2 separate regions of the Rattus norvegicus genome follow, and region 1 is linked to region 2. A link is a contact called in public Hi-C data. All regions are on one chromosome and are shown on one strand. The core of a region is the stretch at or near the end of the contact, and the rest is flanking DNA. Distances in the headings are between cores, read along the strand shown. Region 1 holds the start of Maml3 (mastermind-like transcriptional coactivator 3). Region 2 has its middle 25 kb from the start of Rab33b.

Region 1 (5,024 bases), core at 1,409-3,908, 580 kb before region 2:
ACCTGCTCATCTCTTTCCCTTGCAATTTCATTTCCTATATTTTCTTAGAGTGCAAGTGGATTCTTTCGTATACAGCTTACTTGGCTTAATTTTCTTTTTAACAGGGATGTATTTCTCGTTATTTTGCCTGCATGTATGTGCTCTGTGTGTGTGTGTGTTGAGACTGAAGAAGCCAGAGGAGGGTTGCCAGATCCTCCAGAACTGGGATGCTAGGCTGTTGTAAACTACCATGGTTCTGGAAACCAAACCTTGGTACTCTGCTAGTGTTCTTAACTTCTGAGCCAGCTCTTCAGCCCCTCAGATTAGTTTTCTGGCTGGCCTTGAGGAGCATTAATGACTCAGGAGCTTGCCTGTTAATTAGATAGGCTTCAGAAAAGGAAGATGACTTTAAGGAGAGATTCTCTCACACTAGGTTTTTACCTCTTAGAGCCTTTCACCAAGGTAAATAATTTGCTCCCCCTTTTCAAAACCAAATGATTCAGTGGGTGTTAAAGATACAGTTCACCATACAGACCTGATTGAGAACTATAGCTACAGATATTTGATACTATGAGGTTAGAAACAGCATCGCTGCTAATCAGTGAAACCAAGAAATGAAGAGTCTTTAAATCAGACCTCATGCCTAGTTCATAAGTGTGTAACAGTTTCCTCAGAGTGCTCTTTAAGCAGGAAGGTAAGTTAATCAAAATAGCTTCAGGAAGTCCCAGAAACTGACCAGATTCACTATGCCACTCCTTGCCAGGGTTAACAATAAAAGCTAAGAGTCCCTCTCAGACTTGGGAGAGAAACTGTGGGAAAAAAAAAAAAAAAAAGACTCAGACAAGCCAAGCTACAAAGAAGACTGGGATCAAATCGGCTGCCCAGAAGCTGCAGAAACCAGCCAAGCTGCATAGAAGAGGGTTAAAACAACCGAGGCACTGGGAAAGGACACTGTCCAACCTGTTGAGCTGCTGCAGGCTGTGCAGTGTGCTCCGGGCTCCCAGAGCTTATGAGCTGTCAGCCACCCTGGGTTTGGCTGTGGTGATGCAGCTGTCTTTGAGTCATTTCTGCTCCTGAAGGAACCCCTCACCCATATTCCTGTAAGTAGCACCAATAAAACTCATTGGTTCACCAAGTTGGACTTCGGTGGTATCTGTACTCTGGTTTATGGGCTCTCTGTCTGGGATGAGTAGGCGTGTGCATTGGACCTCCCCAGGAAAAGTTTTGTCATACAAAAAAAAAAAAAACAAGGCCCAAAGTTCTTTTATTCCCTGTGTTTTTAGCCCTTTCTTGTCAGATAGATACTTGATGTCCGGGCAGCTAACGCATGATAATAAAACAAGAGATTACTTTTCTGTATTAACTCCATTTCAATTGTACCATGTTGTGAATCCATTGAAATAGAAATGTATCTAGCAGTAAGGTAAGCCTGCTTTTTTTTTTTTTTTTTTTTTTTTTTTTTGGCTTGTTTTGTTTTGGTCACAACAAACTGTGAAATGCTGGTTTGTTTTTTTTTTTTTTCTCTATAGTTCTAACACATGAAATCTGCAATCTTTCCACTTGATTTAGGAAGGACCCTTAATTACTGCCGTAGTCATTAGCACCTAGTGTTCAAAACAGTCTGTTAAAAATGTACTGTTAGTCTCACCTCCAAGTCCCTGCTTGCTTGGTTTTAATTTTTTCAGGGATAAATAAAACAATAATCCCCCTAATAACAACAGTCGTTATGTACAGAGAAATAAATAATATCCCAAGGTCTTGTTTTGACTGCTTATTTCTGTTCATTGAGAAATGGGTACTTGAGCCAGATGAGATTTCCAGGAGGTAAAGTTGAGATCTGAGATCTTGACAACCTTGATTCAAACCCTAGTACCCACCTTGGAGGACTCCACAAAACTGTCATCTGACTTCTAGGCGCGAGTGCACTGTGGCACTGGGCACTTTTTCTTCCCAATAAATAAATAAACGTAAGAAAAAAATTAAGTATTTGGGTTAGGAGGGTCCTAGAATTTTGAGTAAGAGTTCACTAGCAGGGTCTTCTTCTCTGGGTCTTGAAAACAAGCCACTCATTTGACCTTTTCGTTTCACATGGGTGGGAATGATAACTGTTGGGAAGCTGCAATGTTTCTGCCTGGTCATGCACAGTTCTGCAATATAATGCATAAATGTATAACAACAACTTGGGCTCGCTGGATACCTCGCTGGGCAGGAGGAAACGCAGCCAGCCTGGCGCGTCCCCGCGCACTCGCGCGCGCACATACACACACACACACACACACACACACACACACACACACACGCGCGCCGCGCGCTCACTCACACACACACACACACACATACACGCGTGCCGCGCGCGCGCGCGCGCACACACACACACACACACACACACACACACACACACGGGTCAAAAGGTGATCCACTCCTAAGATCCCCCCCAATCTTTGCTTTCCCCTGTCCTCCTGGCAAGTCGTGCTTCCCATCCCGGGGAGCAGCTGGGTTGGGGAAGGGGAGGGCGCGGGAGGGGGACGGCAAGGGAGGCGGGAGTCAGGTCGGTGCGCGCCGCGCCCGCTCCCGCCGGGGAGAGTCCGGGCCAGGTTTTGCACTGGGTCCCCGGGCTCGTCTCACGGCCTCCAGCCGCCGCCGCTGCCGTGTTTACTGAGCTCGCGCGTCCTGATATCACTCCGCTGGCATGGAGGAGGAGGAGGAGGTGGAGGAGCGCGAGGAGGAGGAGGAGGCGGCGGCGGCGAGCAGTTGATCATTGTGATGGTGGCGGAGGCGGCGGCGGCAGCGGCAGCCTGGCCGAGCGTTAGTGGCTGCTCTCCGCGCGGCGGCGTTTCGCAAAGGACTCCAGCGATCTACTTTTGCAGTCGCCTCGGACTGTCCATGTGTTTACTTGCCCAGCCCGAGGACTCGATGTCTAGGCTCCTGTGAAATGCAACTGAGCAGCCAAAGTACTTTGAGAACACGGGGCGGCATAAACACCAAAACTTTTTTGTGGAAGGAAAATGCAATAAGCAAGCTCGCCGTTTTCCGATGCGGCGTGGAGTGAGTGTGTGTCGCGCGTGTCCGCACTGGAGGCACACGCTCGTGTGTGTACATGGGGTGTGTTTTTCGGTACGTAGGGAGAAAATGCTTGCCAACCACCGGAAACCTCCTGGAATTTATTAGAAAATAATGGATTATTAAAAGGAGCCAGGCGAGGAGCGGATCTCCCCTTGAGTTGCAAGCCGATCTGCTGCCGGCTCAGTTTGTTGGGATTCTATTGATAGGTGTCTGATGGTATTCTGATAAGACCCCCCTTTTCTCCCCTCGATCTTTACAGTCTTTTTTTAAGGAAACAAAAAAAAAACCACCCCAAAAATCTCTCCCCTCTTTTTTTTCCACCCCGTGGGGATCGCTGTTTTCATCCATGTGCTTGCGTCTCCCCCGCGTTCCACTTAAACTATTTTAATCCTTGGACCCAAGGAGGAGGCTGATAGGGGGTGGATTAAAAAAAAAAAGTTCTTCCAAAATAGTGTGCCCCGGGAGCAGGATGGGGGATTTCGCAGCCCCCGCTGCTGCCGCGAATGGTGGTAGTATCTGTATCAACAGCAGCCTGAGCAGCAGCCTCGGCGGGGCCGGGATCGGCGTGAATACTCCCAATAGCACTCCGGTGGCTCCGAGTAGCAATCACCCCGCTGCCGGCGGCTGCGGCGGCTCCGGGGGCCCCGGCGGCAGCTCGGCGGCCGTCCCCAAGCACAGCACGGTAGTCGAGCGGCTCCGCCAGCGCATCGAGGGCTGCCGCCGGCACCACGTCAACTGCGAGAACAGGTATCAGCAGGCTCAGGTGGAGCAGCTGGAGCTGGAGCGCCGGGACACGGTGAGCCTCTATCAGAGGACCCTGGAGCAGAGAGCCAAGAAATCGGGCGCCGGCACCGGCAAGCAGCAGCACCCGAGTAAAGCCCAGCAAGATGCGGAGGCTGCCTCAGCCGAGCAGAGGAACCATACGCTAATCATGGTGAGGACTCGCTGGGGTGCGCGATGGGGTCGGGGGCGTGGAGTTTCTGGCTTGGGGGCTGTGAGGGTCTGATTTGCACCGGGGGTGAGGTTGGATGGAGTGGAAGGGTTAACGTCAACTTTTCTTAGGGTAAACGCTGTCGCCGCCGCCGCTACCTGTTAATCTGTCAGGGTTGTCAGATTTGGGGAGGAAGGGATGAGAGGGAGAGAAGCCAGTCACGACTCCAAGGGGAGGAGGGAGCTTTAGTGCCAGAGTGAGGTGCAGCAAAAGTTTCCCCCTCCTTGTCTTAGAAATCGATTCGAACGAGAGTGAACCCAGGAGTAGAAACCACGCTGCTCCTCCTCTCCGCGCCCCGCCTTCACCTTTCGCCGTACCACCGTGCCTCCCCAGATAGGTCCCCTTTCGCCCACCCCTCTCCACACATCCGCCCGGTGCAGGGAGAAATTGATGCTGTCGCACATTCTGAGTGGGCGCCAGGCCCTGAACCCTTAGGAGGGGAAGGAAGAGTCCCTGACTTCCTCTCCTTTGGGCTTGGGAAAAGTCTGAGAGTTTTGTGAATGAACTTTGAAGTGGGTGAGATGCGAGTGAGGGTGGCTGCGCGCGCGTACTCGTGGGGGCGCGCGCGGATGCGGGGCGCGGGAGCGCTGCGCTCGTCGCTCTAGACCGGCGGCTGTGGCAGGGGCAGCAGCGAGGGGTCGAGAGGGACGCGGCTCGTGGGGAGCGGGGGGTTGCCAGAGCTGTGCTCCGACCCTGTCTCTAGGTTTATGGTTGCCCCCTATCCTCTTCTTCAACTTGCCCCCACCTCGCACTCCACCAACTTTCCTGCGACGGGTAACGAGCCCGGAGGAGTGGAGGAAAGCAGGGAGGAGAAAGGCTTAAATGGCCGGGTGGGTGGGTTCGCGGGAGGATGCGCAGCCAATGGCTTAAGTGCTAGGGGAGGAAGGGGCCGATCCCACCCCTAACCCCGAGGGTGGAATCCTTTCTCTTATCTCCTCTCTAGGGTTCTCTAGCTTTCTTCCCTAGGAGAGGAGGAGGGGGAGGCCGGAAG
Region 2 (5,545 bases), core at 1,069-3,568:
TTTTCTTTTTTTTTCGGAGCTGGGGACCGAACCCAGGGCCTTGCGCTCGCTAGGCAAGCGCTCTACCGCTGAGCTAAATCCCCAATCCAGGAAAGTATTTTAAATTACATTTGTTTACCGGGAGTTGGGATGGGGTGGGCACATTTGTGCCTTGGTGTTTCTGTCTTTCTCTATAGGTCAGAAGATTTTTTTTAAAAAAGGATTTATTTATTTTATGTATGGAAATACACTGTCACTGTCTTCAGACACACCAGAAGAGGGCATCGGATCTCATTGCAGATGGTTGTGAGCCACCATGTGGCTGCTGGGATTTGAACTCAGGACCTCAGGAAGAGCAGTCAGTGCTCTTAACCGCTGAGCCATCTCTCCAGCCCCAGAAGATGACTTTAGGGCAGTAGCTCTCTCCTTCAGTCAGTTGCTCCAGGGATCTAACACAGGTTGTCAACAAGCACAGTTGAACCACTAAGCCATCTTGTTTTGAGTCGGGGTCTGGCTATGTAACACAGAGTGGCCTCAAACTGTGGGCATTCCTCCTGCCCCCCAGGCTCTGGAGTTACAAGCATATGCTACTCCATCTGGCTCAGAAACACTCCTGAAACCATGTTATCCCAAGATCTTCCTCCCATGTGCTAACACTATTGCTCCAGCTGTGGTATGAAGACTCGGGTGAAGAGGGAGGCCCGGTGGAAATAGGGAATGAAATGTTTTATTGGTTCTTCATGAATTTCACATCATGCACCCCAATCCCAATCATCTCCCCTTCTCCTCATACCCTTGCAACCAAGCCCCCTCCAACAGAGAAGCTGTAGGGTGTCGTAGTGTGCTCCACGTATACCCCTTTGCCCACACTTATTTGCTTGCAAATGCTCATTGCAGTAAGTCCTTGGTCTGGTACGAGGCCTCTGCTTCTGCTTCACTGTCCATACTGGACCCTCTCTGGGACTCCTCTTGGCTAGCCTGTTGTTACCCTGTTCTGTAGTTTTCTATCTGTAGGACCGGCCCTTTCATGCACTTCAGCAGTTCACTGATGGCGTAGATGTTGGGGTGGTCCAATTTAAAGCCCTAGATCTGGACCTGAGAAGTGTCTGAGCTGCTCAGCCCACCAGCTCTCCCACAACCACACCGTAAGGGCGAGCTCTCCTGCCCCATCCAGGCTGGCTCATCCAATGGCACCGCCAGCAAGGGGCAGAGTCAGCTCTCCCACTCATGCTCTCCCATGACCTCCGAACTGACTCATGCATACCCACGCCGTCAGGCCCAGCTCCATTGTGCTGCCCAGGCACATTGCAGAGCCCGGTCTCCTTGGGATGTACTTACAATAGCAATTGCTGGACTTTAGGGCTGGGCTTTTAAAATGCATATTTGGGGCTGGAGAGATGGCTTCATGGAGAAGAGCACTTGCTGGTCAAACATGAAGATTTGAGTTCAGATCCCTAAGGACCCACATTAAAAAAAAAAAAAACTAGCTGTGGCCCCCACCTCAATGCTGGTCTCAGTGCTGGGGCAGGGGAGGCAGGCAGTGACAGGGAGGAGACAAGATGGCCACTTTGGGCTTGCTAGCCACCAGCCCAGCTCCAGGTTCAGTGAGAAACCCTGTCCCAGAAGTAAGGGCAGAGAGTGGCAATGACCAATACCCTTTTCTGACCTCAGGAAGATTAGAATATAACACACACACACACACACACACACACACACACACACACACACACACAAACATAAGATTTGTTATTTACGTACAATGATAGAAGACCAGAATGCAAGTGTCAGTGAAGAAATACTTTGTCAACGACAGTTTTCCCGTCCTATGTAGCCACACAGGGAAGCACAAGATGAGGAAGACAGGAATCTAGAGACGCTTAAGGCAAGAGCTTTGCCTGTGTCTCCCTCAGGAAGGATGCTGAGTCAGGGGAAGCACAGTAGGACTGGATAGGTTCTGGGGTGCAGGACCTTCCTGAGTTCAGACCTTGGGGTGAACGTGTCAGGAGGTATCCAAGGTTTATGGAGATCACTGGAGTCGTAGCCCCTGGCTGTGCTGGGCTGCGTGTGAAAGACACCAGTCTAGGGTCTGCCCTGGGCCAGCCAAGGGCCTACATCAAAGCAGAGCTGCAGGACTAGGGGTGTGGCTCGGTAACAGAGCTCTGGGCTTGGGTCTCCAGAAATGAAAAGAAGATGCTGGACAGTGAGTAAAGGGGGAGCCTTGTGCTTGGAGTGTGAGCGACTGAAGTGAGGAGAAAATGAAAGTTACCTCCCATCCTCAGGTCACTCAGGGGTGGGAGGGGAAATGGTTCCCGGACAATCCTTGACTTTCTTTAGGGCTCAGCTCCCTCTTGTGGTGAGGATTTATTCTCATATCATTAACCTAGATAAAGAAACACAAAGGCCAGGCACCTTTCACTTGGGAAGGGAAGCAGAGGCTGGAAAATCAGGAATTCAAGTCATCCTGGGCTACATCAAGGCTAGCCTGAGCCATGTAAGAACTTCTTGGAAACAAAAAACAAAAACAAACAAACAAACAAAAAACCTGACAACAAAACAAACAAAAAAGAAGAGTAAAAAGGAGAAAAGTCTACCAGGGTTGGGGTATGGTTGAGTGGTAGGACAAGTGCACAATATGTGGGAGACTCTGGCACCACACACACGCACACACACACACACACACACACACACACAAACACAGACACACACACAGACATACACACACAGAGAGAGAGACACACAGAGACAGACACAGACACACACACAGACATATACACACAAACACACACAGACACACACACAGACACAGAAACAGACACACACACACACACACACACACACACACAGAGGCACACACAGAGGCACACACAGAGACAAACAACACACAAAGGACAAAAACAACCTTACCCAATCGTAATCACCAGATTGAATTTTGAATAGCTTTTTTAATTGTTTTAAAAGCCCACATTTAAGAGGGCTAATAGTACTTTTGGCGCCTACAGTAAACCGTATCAAACAAAGCTGGTTTATATTTAAAGACAAAAGCTCTTTTGTTCTGGTTTGGTTTGGGGTTTGGGTTTTGATTTCAAGACAGGGTTTCTCTGTGTCCTGGAACTTACTCTGTAGACCAGGCTAGCCTCGGAACCCAGAGATCCACCCATCTCTAGCTCCCCGGTGCTGGGATTAAAGGAGTGCACCACCACTACCTTGCACAGAGATACTTTTCAAAGTGCTCAGGTAGAATGCAGTTATCTGACAGATGTGGGTTATGCGCCCATTAGTCCTAAAGGTTCAAACCCTAGCGCTTAGGAGACGGGAGGCAGAGGATCTGTATATGAGTTCAAGGCTGGCATAGTTTGCATAGCAAATTCCAGGGGCAACCAGAGCAACCTAGTGAGACCACATCTTCTTAAAAAAAAACCTTGAAATGAAAATTAATTTAGGGATGGCCAGATGGCTCAGTGGTAAAGGCACCTACTACTCCCGTGGAGCCTGAGCCAGCATGGTGGAAGGCGAGAAGAGACTCCTGGGATTGTCCTTTCACCTCCACATATGTACAAACATGCATGCACAAAAATAAATTAAAATGCGATTTAAAATTTTAATCTCTCTCTCTCTCTCTCTCTCTCTCTCTCTCTCTGTGTGTGTGTGTGTGTGTGTGTGTGTGTGTGTGTGTGTGTGTGTGTGTGTGTGTTAACATGAATGTGGAGGTCAGAGAGCAGCTTGTAGAAGTCAGTTCCTTCCAATGCATGGATCCCAGGGATGAAGACTAAGATGGCCACAGCCCCAGCATCTGTGCTTTCACTGGCTGAACCATCCTGCCAACCCATAAAAAGTAATGTGAATCCCAGCTTGTCATTTGGGTGGGTTATGTATATACTAAAGGAAGTAGCCTGCCCCCTAGCAACTAAACTGATCCCTAAAAGAGCAGTCAGATATTTATCATCTCGTGTATATATTTATATCATAAATGTAAAATTATATATTACAATTATAATCCTCCACCGAGTGCATGTGTGAACGCGTGCTTGTGTATGTACATGTGTGTGCACAAGAACACCTCTTAGGTAGGTGGTGTGGCGTACAGCCGGAAACCTGACAGGAGTCAACCACGATTGCAAGTATCGTGCACTTGGCCTTGATGCAGTCACTGTGGAGTCACTCGGAGTCTCAGATTCAGGGAGAAAGGAAATCTAGCAAAGGGGAGAGGAGTGGGGAGCACCAGAAGGGCACAGTTGGTTTTCCACAGTTCTCCATGTGGGTTTTAAGGAGCACACACCACCTATGAGCCTTATTAACCTCTGGCAACATTCCTGAGTTCACCCTCCAACCTCAGTGGCATCAAAGCTTTACACGGGAGATTTTCAAATGTTGGGTCTCTTGAACTCTATGCTCAGCCCCATTAACTGCATGGAGTTGCCTGGACAGGACCCAAAATCCCTGGCGCTTTGCCTTGCATTTGAGTCCAACAGTTGATGCACGTGGTAGTGTTTCTGGGCAATAGCAAAAAGGTTAAAAGTGAGCAGAAAGGATGACGGTGGCTGTCTTCAAAGTGCTCTCTGGGGGCCATGTCAGGATCCAAGCAGTGCTACCTAACGTCACCAGAGAACAAGCCAGCAGTTTCAATGTTTGGAACTCTGCAAGCTAATACGGGGGAGGGGGGATGTGTACCGGGAAGCTGAGAGGCAAGCTCTGGAGAAATTCATTATATCATCATGCCTGCTTTTATGTTTTTAAATCTGGAATAAAAAAACAATCAAATAATTTTAAGACTCCCAGAGGTTATTAACTGTAAACGTATGGGGCTCAAGAATCATTGAGGCAGACAAACACTATCTGTCCTAATTGCAGCTGAGCCATTGCCCTTCTTTAGTTTCTGGGGCCTCCTGGCATCTAATCCCTATTGTGAAATGGATGGCTCAGGTATTGCTAAATGTTATACTGCTCCTAGAACCCTCCTCCAGTCTGATTTCCTGCTCCTTAAGCTGCTCCCTGGCTGTCATTCTGACTTTGGGGGAAAAGTGTTGGACGTATTAGCACAGCCCGTCTGTGTCTGTGGTAGTCACATTTCTTCTCACTGACTGTGACTGCTCTGGGACTCTTGCTCTGAACGTTCACAGATCTGTCCTCAGAGGTGGGACCATTTGTAGCAGGGTGGCAAAGCAACCAGGTTTTGTGCCTCTGAAGATCTAGGAAAAGACCAAGCCAAGGAAGGTTTTTCCAAGGTGAACATCCCTATTCGCATCCCCACCCCGAGCCCCTGTTCCTGTCATCGTGCTCTGGTCTTCTGTCGTTCAGACCTGACAAGTGTGTTCCTAACTCCAGACCATAACATCTGCTAACCTCACAAATGCTGTCCCTACACAGCTTCTCTCTCCACATCCGGCACTCAGCACCATGTCTATGTGACAGATGCCTTCCGGGCCATACATATCGCACACTGCCCGCTCCAACATCCCGTGTTTGTTTCAGTCATCCTCCATGGTGCATCTTCTGCTGAGCACCACTGAGGTACAGCATTTGCTTAACCCTTTTTATGGTGCCTGAAGTAATGGAGAGTCTCATTCAA

The links. A called contact is a pair of places that touch in the nucleus more often than the background predicts.
Region 1: a Hi-C map of Schwann cells shows a contact between it and region 2, with 3 times the contacts expected there. The contact joins the promoter of Maml3 here to the enhancer-like site in region 2. A contact is called at or near these places in 2 of 12 Hi-C or Micro-C datasets (the A7r5 cell line and Schwann cells).

The regions. Positions count from the first base shown.
Region 1 is chr2:138,286,249-138,291,272 of GRCr8, reverse strand. Maml3 (mastermind-like transcriptional coactivator 3) reads left to right here and starts at 2,658. Exons shown (of 5, transcript NM_001107675.3): 1 at 2,658-3,976. The coding sequence starts at 3,512.
Region 2 is chr2:137,701,409-137,706,953 of GRCr8, reverse strand. No RefSeq gene overlaps it. Among named protein-coding and RNA genes, the nearest start is that of Rab33b, 25 kb to the right of the region's middle. Within about 2 kb of position 2,318, at least 16 of the 93 cell types and tissues checked have an H3K27ac peak or open chromatin away from gene starts, as enhancers often do. A contact at or near this core is called in the A7r5 cell line and Schwann cells, where this site is marked.